Linked DNA regions of Takifugu rubripes: region 1 is linked to region 2. A link is a contact called in public Hi-C data. All regions are on one chromosome and are shown on one strand. The core of a region is the stretch at or near the end of the contact, and the rest is flanking DNA. Distances in the headings are between cores, read along the strand shown. Region 1 holds the start of LOC101067963 (zonadhesin-like). Region 2 holds the start of ephb1 (EPH receptor B1).

What was found. A called contact is a pair of places that touch in the nucleus more often than the background predicts.
Region 1: a contact with region 2 is called in a Hi-C map of muscle, with 3 times the contacts expected there. The contact joins the promoter of LOC101067963 here to the promoter of ephb1 in region 2. A contact is called at or near these places in 2 of 2 Hi-C or Micro-C datasets (muscle and an unstated tissue).

Annotation. Positions count from the first base shown.
Region 1 is chr22:9,726,057-9,732,850 of fTakRub1.2, forward strand. LOC101067963 (zonadhesin-like) reads left to right here and starts at 1,712. Exons shown (of 16, transcript XM_029831143.1): 1 at 1,712-1,895; 2 at 1,972-2,006; 3 at 3,201-3,338; 4 at 3,414-3,670; 5 at 3,766-3,850; 6 at 3,937-4,005; 7 at 4,174-4,308; 8 at 4,425-4,681; 9 at 4,771-4,855; 10 at 4,940-5,241. The coding sequence starts at 1,819.
Region 2 is chr22:9,521,760-9,528,559 of fTakRub1.2, forward strand. ephb1 (EPH receptor B1) reads left to right here and starts at 3,448. Exons shown (of 17, transcript XM_029831094.1): 1 at 3,448-3,711. The coding sequence starts at 3,651.

The DNA.
Region 1 (6,794 bases), core at 462-2,961, 200 kb after region 2:
GAAAGGAGCCAACGGGAGTTTCAGAAAGCAAACAGCAGCTTATTAACTGCTGGGCATGGATCCGGTCATGTGGCGTCAGCAGCGATCCTTGCAAAAGCGCCCAGCAAATTGCTTTTTCCTCAGCCCTTTGTTGCTCATTCTCCCGCTTCCTCTGGACAAAGTTGATCATTAATGGGTCTTTTTAATTGCTGCCCGGCGGAAGGGCGAGCAAAAGTAATTCCTGAATGTGCGTCTTACGCCAATGGATTAATACATAAGTGTGGAACAGACCAGATTATGGAAAGCTTCACAGCATTTAAGTCTTCATTAACCAGTCAGAAGTGGATCATCAGCCACTTTTTGGCAGGTAAAATCCTCCTACAGCATGTTTGAACACACCTGTGGGACCAGTTTATGAGTAACTTTACACCTGCGATATTTTCCATACACCTTACACCACCGAAACAGACACAGATAAAAAGGTCAAGACATCAGGCCCTAATCTCCGCAGATAACAGAGTTTCTCTGGTGTTCAAATTATTAGCATACTATTTAGTACTTTGGAGCTCCTCTCGCACCTCGTTATGGTCGGTTTGCTCGGGCCCCGTCTTTGTTGACACATACCGACGAGCTACAGTAAGGTTACAATAAGCGGATAAGAAGAAGAATTGTCGAAATGGTCATCAAGTGTAAAAGTGTATGTGCTTGAGATCCAGCGTGCACGCTCTGAAAGGCTCTACTCAAAGCCAGTGTTTACAGTATCAGGGTCAAAATGTCAGGCGCTCGTTTGCGCAACGCCGGCGTGGTTTGCACAAGGCGCCGAAGTCTGACGAGTCGAAATCTGCGGTCTGTTGCTAGGCCAGGTAATAATAGTGCCTTTTCAAAGGCAAAAATAAAGGCCTTGACTGGCAGAAGCCAACATTTTAGGAGGGGCGAGATTTGTGAGCCTCTGATTGGACGGTGGGTCGGAGAGAGCAGCTCTGATTGGTCAGCCTCGAGACCACCAGGACATGATATAATGATATACTGATAAAGGTTCTTCAGCATGGGGGTGTCGAACAAATGGTTTAATCAACTCTTTGTGTTCTTTTAATTTATTGATTAATTCATTTACTTTTCATGCTTTATCCATAAAACTACAGGAAGGACTACATCTGCTCCTAGAACACTTAGTTCTTCTCTCAGACAACCTGGAGCTTTGATATTCCCTCCAACAACTGCTGCCCCCTCCGCTGGGACCACGGTGATTGGTGGAACAGTCCAGAAGGGAATGTTCTTCTTCATACATTAACTAATGATGTAACTCATATTTGTAATATATTTTTATCTAATCAGCCCACAGCAAGATACTGGATTAGCTGCTCAGACCTTTATTGCATGTTAGCGACGCCGCCAAAGAGGCCAATATCAATGAGAGAATGTTCTGAGGCTGATGGGGAGATTGTATGAAGAATCAACATGTGAGACAGAAATATGACAAATATTAAGTAAGGGCTCAGCTGAAACTCTGTTTTATGACATCTTTTTTGATGTACATCTGTATCTTAGCATGTTTCCTTCATAACCTGATGCTAAACCCTGGCTCTGCCTCTCGCTGCTCCCTGCAACTGCATTAGTTACTGTCATCACTTGCACATTTTTACACCCCAGACCCGGTCCAGCCCAATTTTCCCTCTCTCCGCCCACTGTCGCGGTTACCCGGTTAGATGGTGAGCCTATAAATGCGTAAAGCATCCCCCCAGAGGACGACAAAAGAGGGCCGAATCCTCCGCAGTAGAGAAGCGAACCTGCGGCGACGGTGAGAGAGATTATTAACAAGGAAAGAAGGAAAGATCAGCCATGCTCGCAGGACTCCGCGGAGGTTTGGCGGCCACAGCGGCTCTGCTCGTTCTAACCCTGACAGGGAGTCGGTGCAGGTGAGAGTCAACATCATTTCAGCTCATAAGACCGCAGAAACCCGTTAATGATCAAAGCACATGTTTTGTTTCTCAGGGCCGAAGACGTTCATCCATCACTGAAAGACTCAGGTAGGAAAAAACGCGATGTGGCTCGGCGTCATTCACTGTACGGACTCAAATTTGTCGCAATAAACGCCGTGTTTCAAGAGAGCCAGAGGACATGCTTGTCGTTTGGCCCCCTTGTTTAATATGTTTGCGGTGTCGCAGTGGCGAAGCGTGCGACTGGATGGGGAGTCTGCCACCTGTTTCTTTAGGTAAAGGCTATACAAACCGCCCTGGAACTGGTTCCTGGGGCCTGAGTTTACTCACTCTAGATAAGATGAGGTGACCTTTAAATGGCAGGGCCTTTAAGAGCTGACCTGGAACAATGCTCCACAGTTCTGTTTTAATCTACAGGCCAGTTTCAACTGTTCCTCTGCCTGTCGCTAATTGATGTGAAGCTGGCTAATAATTGTTTTATCGCGTGCCTTTCTCCCAGAGGTAATCACTGTGGAGTGTCTGCACTTAAGCTCCAAGCTGATCACAAGATAGTGCAAACAGCTACTTGGATTTTATGGTGATTGTGCTGCGGGGGTTGTCCACCACGTTTTATCACAGTAATAAAGGCAAGAGAGGGGTCCTTTGAATGATATCTAATGAAGAACAGATGGCTAATGCTAACACAGCCTGTGTGAATCCCTGAAGTCCTGCAGAGCCAGTTTGCTGGCACGGAGTGTCCCAATTGGCAGATAGCGACGATGGTGAGATTAAGGGAGGTCCAACTTAATCGGTGAGAGGATGCGCGGCATGAACCTGTGGCACTGATACCGAGATAACATTGGGTGATGCATTAGCGTATGAAATTAGATTAAGTCATTTGGTTATCTCTCACTTTCACTTCTTATCTGCTGCTTTTTATTGCGCTGATTACACAACAGCTTAGGCTGCCAGGAAAAGGCCTAAAGACCTGGACGAGAGACCTGGACGTGTGTCTCTGCTGGGTTCCGCTCATTCAGCGAGCTTTACTGTGCACGTTATAAGTGTTTTTTTCACCTTTTGAGCCCAGAACGGTGAAACTATAGATGATCTCATGTATACATACCCGATATTTGCCTCCTCATTGATTCTGTCCATCCTCGAAAGAGACAGCATGGATCCCAAAGCCAGCCGATGCTGGGTTTGGGATTGACTGACATCATTTTACAGATGTACACATCTCCGGTCTTCATTCATCTCGATTGGCTTCTGATCAAATCCTTCTTGTGGTGATTTGCTTTTTCACAGTCTGTCCCGTAAACTGCAACTTTGAAAACGATCTGTGTGGGTGGGAGCAGCTTATTCAGGACAGTTTCGATTGGACGAGACATTCCGGACCCACGCCATCAGACCTAACCGGCCCGGACCAGGACCACACCACCGGAGGTAGTTCTCAGCGTTAGAACGTGACAAGTGCTGCGTCAGCGTTTTCCGAGTTTATCTTGATATATGTCTCTGCAGCTGGTTTCTACATGTACATTGAGGGAAACAGCGTAACCCATGGAGATTCAGCCCGCCTCCTGAGCTCATCGTGCCTGTATAACGGACCGCTCTGCTTGGAATTCTGGTACCACATGTTCGGTTCGGCGACTGCGATGGCGCTCAACATCTACCTCCTCAAAGACAACAGAGCCACCAAAGTCTGGTCGGCCAAGAACAACCGCGGCCCAATGTGGCATCAGGCACAAATCGACATCGGTGCGACAGCTCCATTTAAAGTAAATGTTATTAAGTTATTTTTTTAACTGACGGTTAAATTATTATGCTTACGATACAGTTATGCTGATCAGACGTCCATTTATTCATCCTCCAGATCATCGTGGAAGCTATTCGAGGCTCTAATGCTGAATCGGATGTCGCCATTGATGACATTTCAATCCACGCTGGCTCATGCACAGGTGATTTTTATCTCCAACTCACAATATTCGCAAGTTACTTCCGATTACTCTGATTATAACAGTTTATCGCTCACTTCATCTCGGAGGTTTTCCAGCCATGGCAGTTGAAAGTTGGCTTCCTACTACACCTGCGGATGTGCCACCTTCACGACTAGGTGAGTGCACAGGAAACCGGATTTTCTGGACCACTGACTCAACAACAGGAGGCCTAATTGTAGTTAGACGTTAATTTCAGGGTCAACCCTAATCATCCTATACATGGGCTTAAATACAGGTTAACGAGGCTGTGCCAGATGCTGATTTCACAAATCCTTTTCTTCCAGTGTGCAACGCTGAATGTAACTTTGACAGACACCTCTGTAGCTGGAGTCAGACGGTCACAGATGCTTTTGACTGGACGTGGCAAAGCGGTTCAACCCCCACCCCCATGACGGGGCCCTCTGCTGACCACACAGGGGGTAACACGCTCGTTCCCTTTACGCACAAATATCTGTGAACACAAGATTCATGATTATGGGTAACACCTGTGTTGTTGTTGAAAGAAGACAGTGTGAATCATTTCAGTGCTTTTTAGGTGGTCGGTATCTTTACATCGAGGCCAGCAGCGTGACACATGGGGACACGGCTCGTCTGATCAGCGCCGAGTGTTCTAACTCAGGGCCAAAGTGTCTGCAGTTCTGGTATCACATGTACGGCTCAGCCGATACGATGGGCCTCCACGTGTACTTGGTCCAGAACAATTTGGCTCGTAATGTTTGGAGAATGACCAATGACCAGGGAAATATGTGGCGTCTGGCTGAGGTGGAGCTCACAACCACTGGAGTGTTCCAGGTCAGGTCGCCTCCACTGTCACAGTCCAGTGAAGACGCCACCGTCTGATTTGTTGCTAGGAAGTTTAACTCAAAGTCTGTTGTGTGCAGATCATCTTTGAGGGACGAAGAGGCTCGAATGAAGAGTCCGATGTGGCCATAGATGATGTAAAGCTTTATCATGGAGAGTGCGCAGGTGAATCTGTCCTCCATGGGATGTTTGTTTTAATTCTGATATGAATCATTGATGCAGCTTTCTTGATTGTGATTGATTTAACAGACCTGAATAAACCAACACCAGCAGCCACAACCTCTATGCCGACATCAACAGAAGCTACAGTGGAGCCAACAATTGCTACAACCTCAGCTCAGCCTGAAACAACAACAGGTGCAACACAACCTCTAACTACTGCTGAGCCAGCAACAACAGGTGCAACACAAGCTCAAACTACAGCTGAGCCAGCAACAACAGCTGAGCCAACGACAACAGGTACAGGTACACCACGCCCTCCAACTACTGCTGAACCAGCAACAACAGCTGAGCCAACAACAACAGGTGCACCACACCCTCCAACTACTGCTGAACCAGCAACAACAGCTGAGCCAGCAACAACAGCTGAGCCAACAACAACAGGTGCACCACACCCTCCAACTACTGCTGAACCAGCAACGACAGCTGAGCCAACAACAACAGGTGCACCACGCCCTCCAACTACTGCTGAACCAGCAACGACAGCTGAGCCAACAACAACAGGTGCACCACGCCCTCCAACTACTGCTGAACCAGCAACGACAGCTGAGCCAACAACAACAGGTGCACCACAACCTCCAACTACTGCTGAACCAGCAACAACAGCTGAGCCAACAACAACAGGTGCACCACGCCCTCCAACTACTGCTGAACCAGCAACAACAGCTGAGCCAACAACAACAGGTGCACCACACCCTCCAACTACTGCTGAACCAGCAACAACAGCTGAGCCAACAACAACAGGTGCACCACACCCTCCAACTACTGCTGAACCAGCAACAACAGCTGAGCCAACAACAACAGGTGCACCACGCCCTCCAACTACTGCTGAACCAGCAACAACAGCTGAGCCAACAACAACAGGTGCACCACGCCCTCCAACTACTGCTGAACCAGCAACGACAGCTGAGCCAACAACAACAGGTGCACCACACCCTCCAACTACTGCTGAACCAGCAACGACAGCTGAGCCAACAACAACAGGTGCACCACGCCCTCCAACTACTGCTGAACCAGCAACGACAGCTGAGCCAACAACAACAGGTGCACCACGCCCTCCAACTACTGCTGAACCAGCAACGACAGCTGAGCCAACAACAACAGGTGCACCACGCCCTCCAACTACTGCTGAACCAGCAACGACAGCTGAGCCAACAACAACAGGTGCACCACACCCTCCAACTACTGCTGAACCAGCAACGACAGCTGAGCCAACAACAACAGGTGCACCACGCCCTCCAACTACTGCTGAACCAGCAACGACAGCTGAGCCAACAACAACAGGTGCACCACGCCCTCCAACTACTGCTGAACCAGCAGCAACAGCTGAGCCAACAACAACAGGTGCACCACACCCTCCAACTACTGCTGAACCAGCAACAACAGCTGAGCCAACAACAACAGGTGCACCACGCCCTCCAACTACTGCTGAACCAGCAACAACAGCTGAGCCAACAACAACAGGTGCACCACGCCCTCCAACTACTGCTGAACCAGCAACAACAGCTGAGCCAACAACAACAGGTGCACCACGCCCTCCAACTACTGCTGAACCAGCAACAACAGCTGAGCCAACAACAACAGGTGCACCACGCCCTCCAACTACTGCTGAACCAGCAACAACAGCTGAGCCAACAACAACAGGTGCACCACGCCCTCCAACTACTGCTGAACCAGCAACAACAGCTGAGCCAACAACAACAGGTGCACCACGCCCTCCAACTACTGCTGAACCAGCAACAACAGCTGAGCCAACAACAACAGGTGCACCACGCCCTCCAACTACTGCTGAACCAGCAACAACAGCTGAGCCAACAACAACAGGTGCACCACACCCTCCAACTACTGCTGAACCAGCAACAACAGCTGAGCCAACAACAACAGG
Region 2 (6,800 bases), core at 2,198-4,697:
CGCACACACTCCCAGTCAGCCCCCCTTCCCCCCCCCCCCCGTCTGCTCTCGCGCGCACTTGATGAAGAAGGCTGTAATGATGCTCTTATTCATTCAGCGCCGAGCAGAAGCTCCTCATTGTGCTGCCTTGATTAACGACAACAAGGGTTCTCAGATCTCGAAAGGGATGAATGTGAACTAACGACTTATTAATCAAACAGCGGCACTAGAAACAAATACCGCCCCGGCCGCAGCGAAGACGCCGGGAAGACAGCCTAATCCCTCTTTTCCTCTGAATATCCTGCTTGGAAAACACACAGGTGTTTAATAAATGGCCCGTGTTTGCGTCCAGGTATTGTCACATCTGCGCCCCGGTTCCCTCTGCTGTTTTTGGAGATTTGTCTCGGTGCGAGCGGCTCTCCGTCACAGAAGGGCAGTGGATGTCTCTGAAGTGTCCGTGTGCTGATAGAAGGAGACAGGTACCATCAGTCTCGGCCTGGCTGGCAGATTAATGAGGGTGCCGTATTTAGCTCGTGGCCCGCTTCCCCGTCTGACCCACTGTCGGAGAGCTGTTCCACTCCCGGGACTCCTTCTACTCTTTAAAAGACCTTATAGATGCATAAAACCATGTCTGGTTAAATCCTGCGGTGCTTCTGCTAAGATTGTTGCAATCTTGCCGTCGCGGTTGTGCTGGATATGTTGGGAGGGAGCACGTGCGGGCGGTGCTTCAGCCCAGCGGTCTTCCATAAGGGAGTACCACTACCGCTGGAGCGCCATTCCTGGAGCTCTCCAATACATAGCAACGCAAACTATAATGTACGTGCATACAGGCGGAAGGAAACGTCGTTAGGCTTACACTAAGGTGCTAAAAAGGATAGCATCAGCGAGTGTTATTCGGTTTATTTTGGGATAGTCCCAGATGGCTGTGATCCGGTGCTGGGAAATCTGAAACTGGGATGAACCGCTGAAAGCCAAACCCATTAGCCAACGCTGCTAGCTGGCGCAGGTTTGGCGCACGCCCCGCAAAACCCCGACGCGCGACGAGCCCATTTCCTGTCGCGTCTCTCGGGCCGTGCCCCAGAATGTGTGACCATGGCTGGGATGGCCCTCTTTTTGGAAAACGCAGGGTCCGGAACACATCTGTATTCAGCCTTGGCTAGGCGCTCGGGTTGTCAGCGGCTGGCGCCCAGGCTCCTGAAGATGGATGAAGCTAAAGCTCAGCCTAATAACCAGTCTATCCCCCCCGGGTAGGTGCAACGCTGCACTCCTCTGTCACCCGTGTCCCTGCACTGTCTCTGTATTGACTCAGGCATTTCATTTTCATGCATCCTTATTCATCACTGGGCCAACTATTCCAGCTCTTGTAGTCCGGGGTAAAAATAACTCTCTTTCCTTTTGTCTGGCCCTGCTTCGCTCACTTTCACCCATTATCATCATCTGGCTCTTTTTGCATGTGTGTGTTTGTCTCATCAGCGACTCCTCTGTTACACACACCTACATCACAAATCTAAATAATGAGCGCACGTCTGAGCAAACAGCGCTCTCGCCGTAAAATCCACTTTTCCTTTTCATCCTTAAAAGGCCCGCATTGTTTACGGCGAGGCGCTCCTCTGTTGTCGGCGCGCAGAACACGTCTGAACCCGGTGCGGAGCAGCCGCCTGCGCCTTTTTTTTCTCTCCCAACAACCAGACTCGGGAGACAGGAAACGGAGAGGAGAAAAGTAAATGTCAGAGCACATGGTCATGCGTCTGAAGGAGGGTGGAGACAGGTCAAACATGCAAACATGACATGCAAGGGTCAGAAGATGGAGAACATTAAATCAAACACAAGCCCAAAGGGTACGGCCGCCCAGAGGGGCCTCCCGCTCTTTGATTCTGGTTTGGAATCCGATCATCGATGGAGCCATGGAAAAGAAACCTGAGGGGCTTCAGAGGGAGGAGGCTGAGAGGCTCTCTGCCATGTGTTTGGGCTCACTATTGGTATTGGGCCGAGGCACTCGAGCTGGAGGAGGCGAGTGCTTGTGTGGCTTTGTGTGGATCATTATCAGAGTGCCGGGTGGGCGAGCGGCTGCACACACACTCGCACACACTCCGCGCTATTATATCCTGCCGTTTTGTCGGTGTGTTGTGGGAGAGGATGTGCCACGGCGGCAGCGCTATTGTTCCTGCCTTCCCCTCATATCCTCCCCCTCCCTTCCCCTCCCCTGGGGTGCGGACAGCAAACAAGGACATATTGCTCCCGTATTTGGAGGCGATCTGTGGAGTCAGAGGTGATGATGAGTGACTTGATGGAAAAAAATAAAGGCCATCGCGGGGCCCGTGTGGGGGGCCGGTGCCCGGTCCCACGCTGCGCTGCATCACTACGCCGCTCTTTGCGAAGCCCGTTAAAACGGACAAATGATCTCATCACCAGCTTTCCCAAGTTGGTGGAGGCTCATCAAGAGGCGCGCCTGACCCAGTTCATCTGCTGGCCTTTGCTGCACTGGGACATCCATTAAGGAAGCGTTAGAAGCCCTTTGGTTTGGTTACAAATCTGCTCTTTCACCAAAACAATCTTCTGTCTAATTCTAACTGGGGTGGAATTCCAAAAATCTGGGCCAGTGTTAAAGCAGCAGTGAAGTATGAGGTCATCCACAGGCCTCGGGTACAACCCGGTTTCCTCCTGCTCTGGATTAATATCTCTATTCCAGTTTTTCAACCCCGGAAACATGTGGGGACATCCCAGCCAAAGACGGGTGCCAGTCTGGGTCCCACAGGGCAGCAACTGTCCCTCCCTCAGCAGAGGTGGCCCCCAGTCCTCTGAGACCCCCGTTAGCCTATTGTGTGCACCATCTGTCGGAGCACACGCTCGCTCAAAAGGGGGTAACAGTGCCATGCGGAGTGTGGTGCCTGTTTAACATCATTAGGAGGCGCGGTTGAATGTGGTAAAGCCATTAAGAAATAGTTTCTTTCCACTTTTCAGACAATACCAGGAGAGCAATTGTTTCAATCACTTGAAATAACAAATAGATGGTGAATTATGAGGCCTACAGAGCCAGGAAACACAGACAGAAGCCTCAAATTGAGATTTCATTCCACAGTTTTACCAGATCAGCATATTTTAATATTCAGAGTCATCACGACGGAGGCCGACACAATTCTCTAATCCTGCAGAATCTGTCGGCGTTCTGTGCGAGCATTTATATTCACGTGGGAGTCCTTTAACCTTTCGGTCGCAGTGGCCACTGTCACCCATGTGGGGTCGCTATTTCTCTTCCGTGCAGCGGGCGTCCCTTCAAATAGGTCAAGAAAAAGTTTTGTGTTTTGACACCTCTTGGTGGGTGGAGCGGCGTTCCGGTGATTGGCTGGTGAGTTTCAGCTCCGCGCACGGTGATTGGCCCGTGCACTCTAATGGGGCTGAGAGCAGGCGATGTCGGGTCCCCCCCCCCTCCACCACCGCCGCCGCCTCCTCCAGCTCACCCCCACCCCTTTCTCGCACCCGAGGAGCCCCTCCGCTCCGTTCTTCCCCCTGTGCCGATTGTCACACACTGTTTACTACGGCTGGAGATGTGACTCACCGCCCTGGCTGCCTGCTGGAGTACCGCGCTGACAACCGAGGGATTCTTTTTGACGCGCGCCCGTGCGTCTTGGCAATTCGGGGACCGGCCGCGGAGACTGTCCAACCCATCTGCCATGGCAGTGGATTTGTTTGCGCTGCTGTGCGCACTGGTCGCCGTGTCCTCTGCAATGGAAGGTAAATAAGGCGCACGGATCGGACTTGTTTGTGGAGGTGGAAACGGTTCCTCCTGCGTCCGGGGATGCTCGCCTCTGTCGGGTAGCGCTGCGTCGGGGGCAGATGAGGGATCTCACACACGTGGATCGCAGCAGATCGTCCCCCCGTCCCCTGGTCCTGTCACCCTGTGCGTTACTTGCACTGTACTTTATTTAAACACTAACAGCGTGAAGTACTTTATCAGGTGCGCTCAGATTTACTTTCGTCACTCCTGCTGATTCTTTTCAGCCCGTTAACAAAAACATATCTCGTACTTTCCTTCAGGAGTAGTTCTGCTAAAAAATGGGTGGAAATCAGTGTGCAAGTTCCTGTTTCATTAAAAAAGCTGCTTATTCTTTGGTTTGTTTAAATTGTGCTCGCGCTCCACTCTCTCTGTCGTCCCCCCGTGGCTTTCTGCGTCTTTTTTCCTCTCACACGGACGTGGACGCGCAGCAGCGCCACAAGTAGCTCATATCTCCTCGATTAAACATGTTTTTCATTTCCGCTGTGGAACCCTGGAGGGACGGTGCGCAGCGCTGTGGCCATAGACCTGAGCTGTCCCAGCAGCAGACCCCCTCCTCAATAAAACCGAACAGCGGCTCCCCATGGCTCTCTGTATCTTCATACCTCGGTGATATACAATAATGCCCCTTCCGACGCCCTTAATGGAACATTTGTGCCTCAGCTTGTGTGTTTGTTTTTGTCATTTTGGTGCAGTTATGGAAACCATGCAGCCCTGCGGCCTTTGCAGGGAGGGATGTTTTGAGGGTCAGACGTGCGCCCGGTGTGATGTGACAGCAATAGAAAATATGAATGCCGATTCACGAGGGCGGGTGGGAGTTGTCAGATTTCCCCGAGAGGGGGGAAAAAAAGTGGGATCTCACCTTTTAAGAGATGAGATAAGAAGAGAAACAGGTGGACATAAAGATGGTCCCCTAGTCAGATGGCTACCTCAAGGGAAAAAAAAGTGGTTTTCTTGTTTGAATTGTTAATTAAAAGGAGTGTTTTCCCCATGGGAAGGTTAAAATCTTCACTGATTTGAACTCCAATCTGTTGCTCTTTAATGTGTGCATGAGAGAGAGAGAGAGAGAGAGAGAGAGAAGCTATTGACCACATTATCCCTGCCTTTCTGGGTGCCCCCTTTAATCTGATTACGAGTCCAAATCGGCCGCTCATCACAAAGAGATCAGTGATGTGTGTGTGTCTGGGTGCGTTTGAAACTTTAGAGGAACAGGCAGCTGCGAACATATGGTCCAGTACATATGCTGATGAAGAACGAATGAACTGATCTCACATTAGCATCAGATGGACTGGTGAGCCCGCCCCGAAAATCTTAAATAATGCCTTTAACCGCATAATATGGACAGTTTCACAGGTTGAAATCACCTGAATACAAGTTAAATTGAGGAAGCTAAAGCACGAGTCCAGGCCCTCAATCCCACCAATGGCAGCCTATTTTGAAGGGGAGGAATTCCACGAGATACAGAACGCGGTCTCTCCCCTCATTTGTTTTCTCCCCTCATTCCTCCCATCATTTCAGCTCCAACTTTCCTACTACGCCCCTCATCTTTCCCCCCCCCATAAATCTCACCAATCGCACAGTTCCTGTCTCCCTCTGCTGCGCCCTCACTCTCCGGTGTGCGGATGGTTCTTGCCAACAGCCGCGGTAATTCTTCCTCGCTCACGGAGCTGTTGCTTATTTCTGTTTACGCCTAAACCAATTAGGCCTTGATAAGCCCGCTCATTTAGCTGGATAGAAGTTGGCGGCAGTGGAGTCGAGTTTGCAAAGTTAGACTGAGGAAGATAACAAAGATGGTAGCTACAGTAGGCGGGGGGTCAGGGAACATGAGAAAAGATGCAATCTGACTATTTTACAAATGAGGGAGCTGCAATCGAGTGAGGTGGTAAATGAGCAGCAGGCAGTGTGTGTTAGCTGGCTGTGCTACACTGGGAACCGTGCAGCATGGGTTTGACACCAGAACATTAGCAATGTGCTGTTAGCAGCCCCTAAAGATCCTGTTGGAGATTCAAGGACCAAGTGGAGGCATTATTAACGATAAAGATACACAGTTATGGTAAAATTTTCTGCTCAGAATCTCTGAGTCTACGCCTCTGGCAATGCAGCAATTAGCATAACTACAAATCTTCCCTTAACTCAGCCCTTCTCTCCTATAGAATCGGGTTATTTCCATGTGCCTATGTACCTGTGTAAATTGTTGAGTCTCCTCCATGTTTGCTGCTGCAGGCAAGCAGATGTCTCATATTAATCCACAACGTCAATGCAGAGGACACAAGATCCTCAAAGTTCTGCACCAAAGTAAATCACACCATGCTCTACGTTAGTAGTGGAACCTTATCTAGAGTCATTATAATTACCTGTAGGCTTAAACTGTCCAGTTAAATGGCTGCTCCTTATTAGATGTACAGTGGGACCTCTACTTACGAAATTAATTGGTTCCGGAAGTTGTTTCGTAACCTGAAAATTACGTAAATAGAGACGCGTTTTCCATGTAAATGCCCTAATCCGTTCCAAGCCCCCAAAAATTCGGACATAATTTTTTTTTTATAAATCATAAAAATGCATCAAAACATGTAACAAATACATGTTACAATTACCGTAAAATAAATATAGGAATTCAGTGCAAGGCTTCCCCAGGAACAAAATGAACTTTATTACAGGCTAATCTTACATTAGCCATCATTACTAGCAACGAACGTTAACACTTGTGGTAACACTGCCATCTAATGGACAAACATACGAACACCCACAATAAATCCCGAAGACGACGAAGAAGACGCTGGGATACACACAAACTTGTACATATTTACGTCCCTCCTAGCCAATGGGATTACAAGAAGATGCTAGGCGATAGCCAATGGCAGAGCATGTTTGCGTTCGCTAAACTCCGCGAGCTGCGAGTAGCAGCGGTAGCGTATTTTTGCCTTTCATATCCTGAAATTTCTTTCGTAACAAGAGGAAATATTTTCCCGTTGAGACGTTTCGTAACCTGAAAATTTCGCATGTAGAGATGTTCGTAAGTAGAGGTCCCACTGTACTGCTTTACACGTGC